Regions from separate parts of the Mus musculus genome. Here region 2 is linked to region 1. The links are chromatin contacts, called in public promoter capture Hi-C maps. All regions are on one chromosome and are shown on one strand. Each heading gives the region's core, a stretch centred on a gene start, on an enhancer-like site or on the middle of the called end of the contact. The rest is flanking DNA. Distances are from core to core; before and after follow the strand shown.

Region 1 (3,762 bases), core at 758-3,257:
CGCTCCTCAAGCTCCCACAATGTACGTGTCACAGCCCCTCCATCCCTGTGGGCACACGTCAACCCTAGCTGTCTGTGGGATAAACGACCGCTCGGTAGGCTTAGCTCCTGTGGGAGTTTTCCCAGCCCCATTGTCACATCATCCTCTGCTTGCAGGTTTAGAGCACATCTGGCCACCTTCTTGTGCTAACAACAGCAAGGCACACCTGCTACCCTATCACAAGCATTCATGACAGAGTCTATTATTCACTTCCATTCCTTCAAGATCTGTTGGGGGGGGGGGGCTCAGCATGAGGAGTAGTCCATGCCTTATGGCCTACCTAGAAGGTTCAGGAAGTGGGGAGCCATCATACCCAAAGAAACCACAGACCAACTTCCTCCCCATCAGACCGTCACATAATCACAGACCGGCATTAGAAGAGGCTTTAGTGCTTAGATAGTCCTTAGCGCACACGAACGAGCCCTCTTCTGTGGCTCACTTCGCCATCCTCCTCTTGAATGCTTCTGGTGGTGGGAAACTCACCACCTCACAGGCAGCCTCTGTGTCTTTCACTGGGAACGGGAAGCATGCCGGGAACCAGACCCAGGGCCACAGGGCACAGCTGGAAAATGCTCTACCACTGAGCTACATCACAGCTGGCCACCTCTGCTGAGGACTCCGTTTTCCCCCATTGTGCCACAATGTGATGAGTTTTAGGGGCTGGCTTTCTCCCCGAGACATGAAAGCACCTTTGGAGCAGGAAGCTGAGTTTGCCTATGGACCTTTGGACACACCTGACTGTGCCCGGAAAAGTGTCTGATTGTCCTAACTTGCTGAGATCCAATGACTGGACTAGATGAAAACCAACGGGATTGCTTAGGATCTCGACATCCAGGCAAGGCCTGGAGCAGCCTTGAAGCAGAAAGCCAGAGGGCAACGAGGCCCATCTGACTGTCGTGAGCAGTGGGGGGGAGGATGTGTGCCCTGCTGGCTAACTCTGGCTAGAATACCTTTTAAGGACACACTGGGGGCTTAGAAGTGGAGTCCACTCCTACCTCCAACAAAATGCTTGATCCTATCAATGTGCATCAGTGGCCCAGTACTGAGGAAAACTGGGGCTATTTTTGCCCTCTTGGACCCTGACTCACAACAGGTCACTTCCCCTCAAAGACCATATCCGCCCCGTTAGTGTGAGCTGAAATAGCGGCCCTAGGGAGGAAATAGAGGGCCAATTCAAGAAGCCCAGGACTTTCTGACTGTGGCCAATGTCTCTTAGAAGTGGGAACAGCAGTGGCTCTGAACCCCCAGGACAGGCCAAAGCAGATCCCGCTCCCCACACCCCCAGATTCTACCTTCATCTCTCTCCACACTGGTCCCCAGCCAACCCTCTAACTGGGGGCTGGCTGACTGTCCCTCAAGTAGCTGAACCTACCTTGTTCCTTCTCAGTTCCCTTCCTTCCAGTTGTCTGGGCCCAGGATAGTGCTATCTTGGGGACAGACACCACCAGATCTGAATTCACCTCCCGACAGGTTGATGGCTTCTGGGGATCTCTCAGGTCTGACACCACCTCCTACAGACCAGGATGAGCCCAGACCCTTCAGCTCCTCCCCAGCAGCTAGAACACATCCCACCCACACCCACTCAAGACTCTGCAGCTGCAAAACTACAGCTAATGACCTGAGCTGACTTACGCCTGGGGACACCGTTCCCACCTGTTCCCGGACCCTAGCAGCCAGCCCTCACCTACCCACTCATGAGAGTCCTAGTCCCTTCTCTACAGAGCCCTTCCCAGTTTTACCTCTCCACGGGCCTTTTCTTCTCAAACTCGTCTCAGCTTGCCCCTCGATAGCTAGCTTCTAACTTCCCTCTTCGCCACTGGGCTGCCCCACCCACCTGCCCCACCCATGGGGAGGCTCAGTACTCAGAAGTCTAAGGGCTCAGGAAAGCCAGCTCCAAGGCTGGGCCATGCGGATGGAAGGCTGCTATTTCTCAGACATGGTCACTGGGAGGTTAAAGCCTGACTAGGTCTCATCACAGCGGCCTCGGGCAAGGCAGATTCTGAACAATTTAAAGAGTCAGACCAGCAAGGAAAGTCCCATTCCACTCACTAGCCCCGGCAGAGGCCTGAGTCTGCTCAGGCCCTGCTGTGGCTGGTTAGTCACTTTTCCTGGGTTGGGTCACTGGCCCTACACTACTTTTTCCTCCTCCCCCTGACTAGTTGTCTCATTGCCCTGAGTACATGTGATGATGACCTACTCCTTCTCCCTCCTCCTCTTCCTCCTCCTCCATTCCCCTTCCCCTCCTCCCTCTTCCTCTCCTTCCTCCTTCCTTCTCCTCTTTCTCCTTTTGGTTTTTCAAGACGGGGTTTCTCTGTGTAGCCTTGGCTGTCCTGGAAATCTCTCTGTAAACCAGTCTGTTTTTGAAGCAAAGTTCCAAGAGAGTGTTTGAGGCCCTGACACATTCTCTCTCTGTGTGTGTGTGTGTGTGTGTGTGTATGTGTGTTCATTTTGGTGTTTTGTTTTCGAGACAAGCTCTCATGTAGTCAGGCTAGCCTCTAAAGGCAGCTCAAACTGGTCTTGAACACTTGACCCTTCTGATTCCCGGATGCTGGGATCACAAAAGTGCACCATCGTGACCAACTGTTGTTTGGTTGTTTTACTGAGACAGCGTCTCACTTTGGCACCCAGGCTGCTATGAAACTAAATCTGTAGCCCAGATTGGCTTCAATGCTATGAGAATCCTGCCTCTGCTTCCTGAACACTAGTGATTTACATGTAATGAGGCACCACACAAGGTGTCTTGAAACATGAAGTCTCTCTATGCCCCTTAGCTAGGCATGGTGGCTCTTGCCTTTAATCCCAGCACTCGGGAGGCAGAGGCAGGTGGATCTCTTGAGTTCCAGGACAGAGGGCATATGGTTTCAAGCTCAACCCAAAGCAACAGCCGCTCCCTTCGCACAGTCACAGGACCATAATATAGAATCAGTCTGATCTAACTTGCTGGCCCCAGGAAAGCCTTACCCTGGGGCACAGCCCGAAGTCACATAGAAAACAGGACGCTCAGTCAAGGAGGCTCTTATTCCCTCCTAATCCCTAGGTCAGCAGTTCTCAACCTCCCTAATGTGTGACCCCGCAATACAGTTCCTCATGTTGTGGTGACCCCCCCAACCATAACATTATCTTCCTTCTACTTCATAACTGTCATTTGCTACTGTTATAACTCGTAATGTAAATACTTTAGAGATAAAACTTTGCCAAATGATTCATGACTCACAGGTTGAGAGGTTCAGGAATATTTGCACCTAAGGAGCAGCTACAGTTGGGTGACTCAATGTCCAGGGACCCTGACAGGCCCATCCTGGAAGAATGTTAGTCAACAGTCAGATCCATAAGTCCACTAAGCCATAGAGTTTAGTGTTCAGAGTCATGGCCCTGGCCCAGGTAGCACCGAAGCAAGCTTGCTAATTATCCAACCATCAGACCAGCCTAACCTATCTCGGAGGCTGCTAGGGGAAAGCCTGGAGAAAACAGAGCACAGAGTGGATATGGGGAGTTGGTATTTGCTTGCTCATTTGAGACTGAGCCTGAAGACATAACTCAAGCTAGCCTCAAATGTGTGATCCTCCTGCCTCCATCTGAGGACTGGGATTACAGTGTACACCCCCATGCCTTCTAGATAAATGTGTTCTGTGTGCTAAAATACCATGAGAGAGAGAATTAACTGTTTTCTCAACATTAAATGCAGTCACTGGGACGGTTCAGTGAGTAAAAATGCTTGCTCTG
Region 2 (3,634 bases), core at 478-2,977, 210 kb before region 1:
GTTACCCAGGGATTCTGCTCCATCCTGGCCATGCACAAAACTTGGGTGTACTGAGGCTCCGCAGTAGGGCATGGCTTCTCAAAGCCAACTTGTTAGGGAATTGTGGTTTGTATGAGGTGCCTTCCTATAACCCTAGGGCTTTTGAATATCCAGTCCTCAGTCGGTGGCGCTGTTTGGGCAGGTTTAGGAGGTATGCTTGAAGCAGGAAGTGTTTTCACTGGGGACAGGACTTGAGGTTCCAAAGGCTCCCACCAATCCTAGTGTGCTCTCGGCTTATACATAAAAGATGTCAGCTCCCACTTCCTGTTCCAGCTGCCAAGCCTCCTCTCTGTTGTCATGGTCTTTTATTTCTTTGGAACCATAAGCCCAAATAAATCCCTTCTTCTAAATGATATCATAGTTATGGTCTTTTATCATAGTAATAGAAAATAACAGATGTAGAAGGTGGGATATTGCTGGGACTGCCCGGCCATGCTGTTTTTTGGTAAAATGTGGAAAACTTTAAGATTTTGAACTAGGAAAGCTGTAAGCAGGAGCTTAATGGGCCTATTAGAAGCCTCGAAGGCAGTAAGTAGTGCTGAGAACAGTGTGGACTATAGAGGCCCAGCACAAGAAGTTTCTGAGGGAACAGTATTAGTAACTGAGCTAGAAACCATGCTTGTTTGTGATATCTTATCAAATTGGCTGCCTTCTGCCCTTGGCCTAAGTACTTGTTTGAGGCTAAATTTAAAAGTGATCAACTAATCTCTTTGACTGAGGAGATCTCAAGGCAGCCTCATGTTGACTCTGTCATGTGGTTATCAGCAACCACTTTTCCCCAGGTCTACAATGGAAAAAAGGGGCAGAAAGAAATACAAAATTTGGAGAGAACAAGGACACCACCGAGTTAATATCACAGCCAAAGCTTGTCCTAAGAGACAAGGAGGCAAATGCTGGAGTGATGGGAAGGGCAAGACCCTGCCCAGCTAAGCTTCCAGCTTACGAAAGGGCTTAAGGCATTTTCTTTTCTGCTCCTGAAAAGCGATTGCACGCAAGCCATTGCCAATGTGGTTCAAGGGACCAGGGGCCATTTCAAACTGGGAGCTGAACTTGGCGGTGACACTTGGCTCTAGATTCAAGATGGATGTAGGAGTTAAGGGATAATGGAAATGCCCTGCATGGTTTCAAAAAGCCACCATGCCCAGGCTGGGTATGGCAGGGTCCTCCCTGTCCAAAGGCTGTGAGAGGGTAAGAGTCCTTGAGAGACTGATAGAGTCCCCAAAGCTGTGGAAGTGAATCCTGGGTTGTGTTGGAGATCTTACAGCTGTGGGATGTCTGTGAAGGAGAGAGCTGCACGTGGGGAGTGAAACCAACCAAAGAGAGATGTGTGCACTGCTCGGAGGATAGAGCCAGTCAGGCTGAGTGACACTGGGCACAGAGCTAGAGAATTTCATGTTTGCCTTGTTGGGTTTTGGTCTTGCTTTGACTCAGTATTTCCTCATTCTGCCCCCAGTTCCTCCCCTCTGGGATGGTATTGTAAATTCAGTCCCACTGTACATCGGAAATATGTAATTTGCTTTTTTGAGTTTCCAGGGGATTCCAGTTAAACCAGTGCCTTGAACTGCAGAAGAGATTTTGGATTTTTAAATGGCCAGAAAGATTAAAGGCGGAGCAGAGCCATTTGCATTATAATATAGTCAAGAGACTTAAGTGGCCCGGGAGCTAGACCTGGTGGTTTGAATGGACTATACCCCTCCCTCCCTCCAATCTCAGGAATGTTTGGTTCTCAGTTGGTGGCGCTGTTTGGGTTGGTTTGGGAACTGTGGCTTTCCTGGAGGAAGTCTGTCACTTGGGGTGGCGTACTTCCTGCCATCCCTAGTGGTTTTCAGCCTTGTGCTCACAATAAAAAGATCTACTCTCTCTGCTTCCTGCTCCAGCCGCATGTTTCCTCTCGACTGTCATCAATGTGTATCCTGTCAGCGGTTCCCTGCCCTCCACATCATCCCCCTCCCTCATTCTGCCCTCCACATCATCCTCCTCCCTCATTCTGCCCTCCACATCATCCCCCTCCCTCATTCTGCCCTCCACATCATCCCCCTCCCTCATTCTGCCCTCCACATCATCCCCTTCCCTCATTCTGCCCTCCACATCATCCCCCTCCCTCATTCTGCCCTCCACATCATCCCCCCTCATTCTGCCCTCCACATCATCCCCCTCCCTCATTCTGCCCTCCACATCATCCCCCTCCCTCATTCTGCCCTCCACATCATCCCCCTCCCTCATTCTGCCCTCCACATCATCCCCCCTCCCTCATTCTGCCCTCCACATCATCCCCCTCCCTCATTCTGCCCTCCACATCATCCCCCCTCCCTCATTCTGCCCTCCACATCATCCCCCTCCCTTATACACAAGATAGACACATGGAAAAGGAAAGACAAAACAGTCAGGAGGTCAGAGATGGTCGTTGACACCCGCTGCTCTTGCATGGAATTCCGTTCCCAGCACCCACTGGTCAGCCCACAACCTCCTGTAACTGCAGTTCCAGCAGACCTTTGACCTTTGTGTGCATCTGAATGCATGTGATGCACATAAGCTTACATAGACACAAACACAATGCATGCATTAAGTCTACCACATTATCCAACAGTCCCACCACGGGGTATCTGTCCCAAAGAATATTCAAATCTGAATCCCAGGAAGATATATGTTCTCATGTGCACTGCAGCCTTATTCACAATGGCCAAGCTGTGGAAATGATGTAGGTGTCTGTCTCTGGAGGAGCAGGCCCATGTGTACTCACAGTGAACTATCATCATCAGCCGCTCACAACAGAGCTCTTACGATTCAACCTCTCGATCAGACCCTGAAACATTACAAGCAAACTAGCCTCATACAAACAATACTGTGTGATTCTACTTGTATGAGGACACTAAATCAGGAAATTTGAAGCGAGATGTAGGCAGATGATTGTTGCCAGAGAGTAAGGAGCGGAAGCTGTGGGGAGATGTTAGTCAATGGATTGTAAGTTACAGTCACACAGGATAAGGTGTGGACATCTGGTGTACAATATTGTACTGATAATTAACAATGTGTTGTTAACTACAAATGTGCTAAGGGCCGGTGAGATGGCTCAACTGCATATCCAGTGCCCTGAGTTTGATCTCTGGAGACCCTGAAAGAAGGCAGCTAGATGCAGGAGTGTATAACTTTAATTCCAACACCCCTAGGTAAGATGGGAGGCCCAGAGAGGGAGGATCGCCTGAAAGCCAGCCTGCTGGAAGTAGCAGGAAAAACAGGAGATAATCTGCCTACAAACAAGGCAGAAGGGGAGAACCCACACCTGAAAGTTGTCCTCTGATCTCCAAACACCCGTCGGCATGCGTACACCTGAACTTACATACAAATATGAAATTTTTTAAAGATTTATTTATTATATGTAAGTACACTGTAGCTGTCTTCAGACACACCAGAAGAGGGAGTCTGATCTCATTATGGATGGTTGTGAGCCACCATGTGGTTGCTGGGATTTGAACTCTGGACCTTCGGAAGAGCAGTCGGGTGCTCTTACCTGCTGAGTCATCTCACCAGCCCCGAAATAGTTATTTTTAAAACTGTCTAAAGAAGGCAAATTTATGCCGGGCGGTGGTGGCACACA

The links. Promoter capture Hi-C pulls out the DNA fragments that hold promoters and counts their contacts.
Region 2: a contact with region 1 is called in a promoter capture Hi-C map of stem cell-derived epiblast-like cells, with 2.4 times the contacts expected there. The contact joins the enhancer-like site here to the promoter of Capg in region 1. A contact is called at or near these places in 3 of 39 promoter capture datasets (embryonic stem cells, liver and stem cell-derived epiblast-like cells), 2 of 115 datasets of contacts at active chromatin or transcription factors (both in embryonic stem cells) and 2 of 9 other capture datasets (adipose tissue and embryonic stem cells).

Annotation. Positions count from the first base shown.
Region 1 is chr6:72,547,518-72,551,279 of GRCm38.p6, reverse strand. It overlaps Capg (capping protein (actin filament), gelsolin-like), which reads right to left and starts at 2,007. Exons shown (of 10, transcript NM_001042534.3): 1 at 1,779-2,007.
Region 2 is chr6:72,756,629-72,760,262 of GRCm38.p6, reverse strand. All of the region lies in intron 3 of Tcf7l1 (transcription factor 7 like 1 (T cell specific, HMG box)), which reads left to right. Among named protein-coding and RNA genes, the nearest start is that of Gm31249, 19 kb to the right of the region's middle. Within about 2 kb of position 1,727, at least 16 of the 459 cell types and tissues checked have an H3K27ac peak or open chromatin away from gene starts, as enhancers often do. A contact at or near this core is called in stem cell-derived epiblast-like cells, where this site is marked.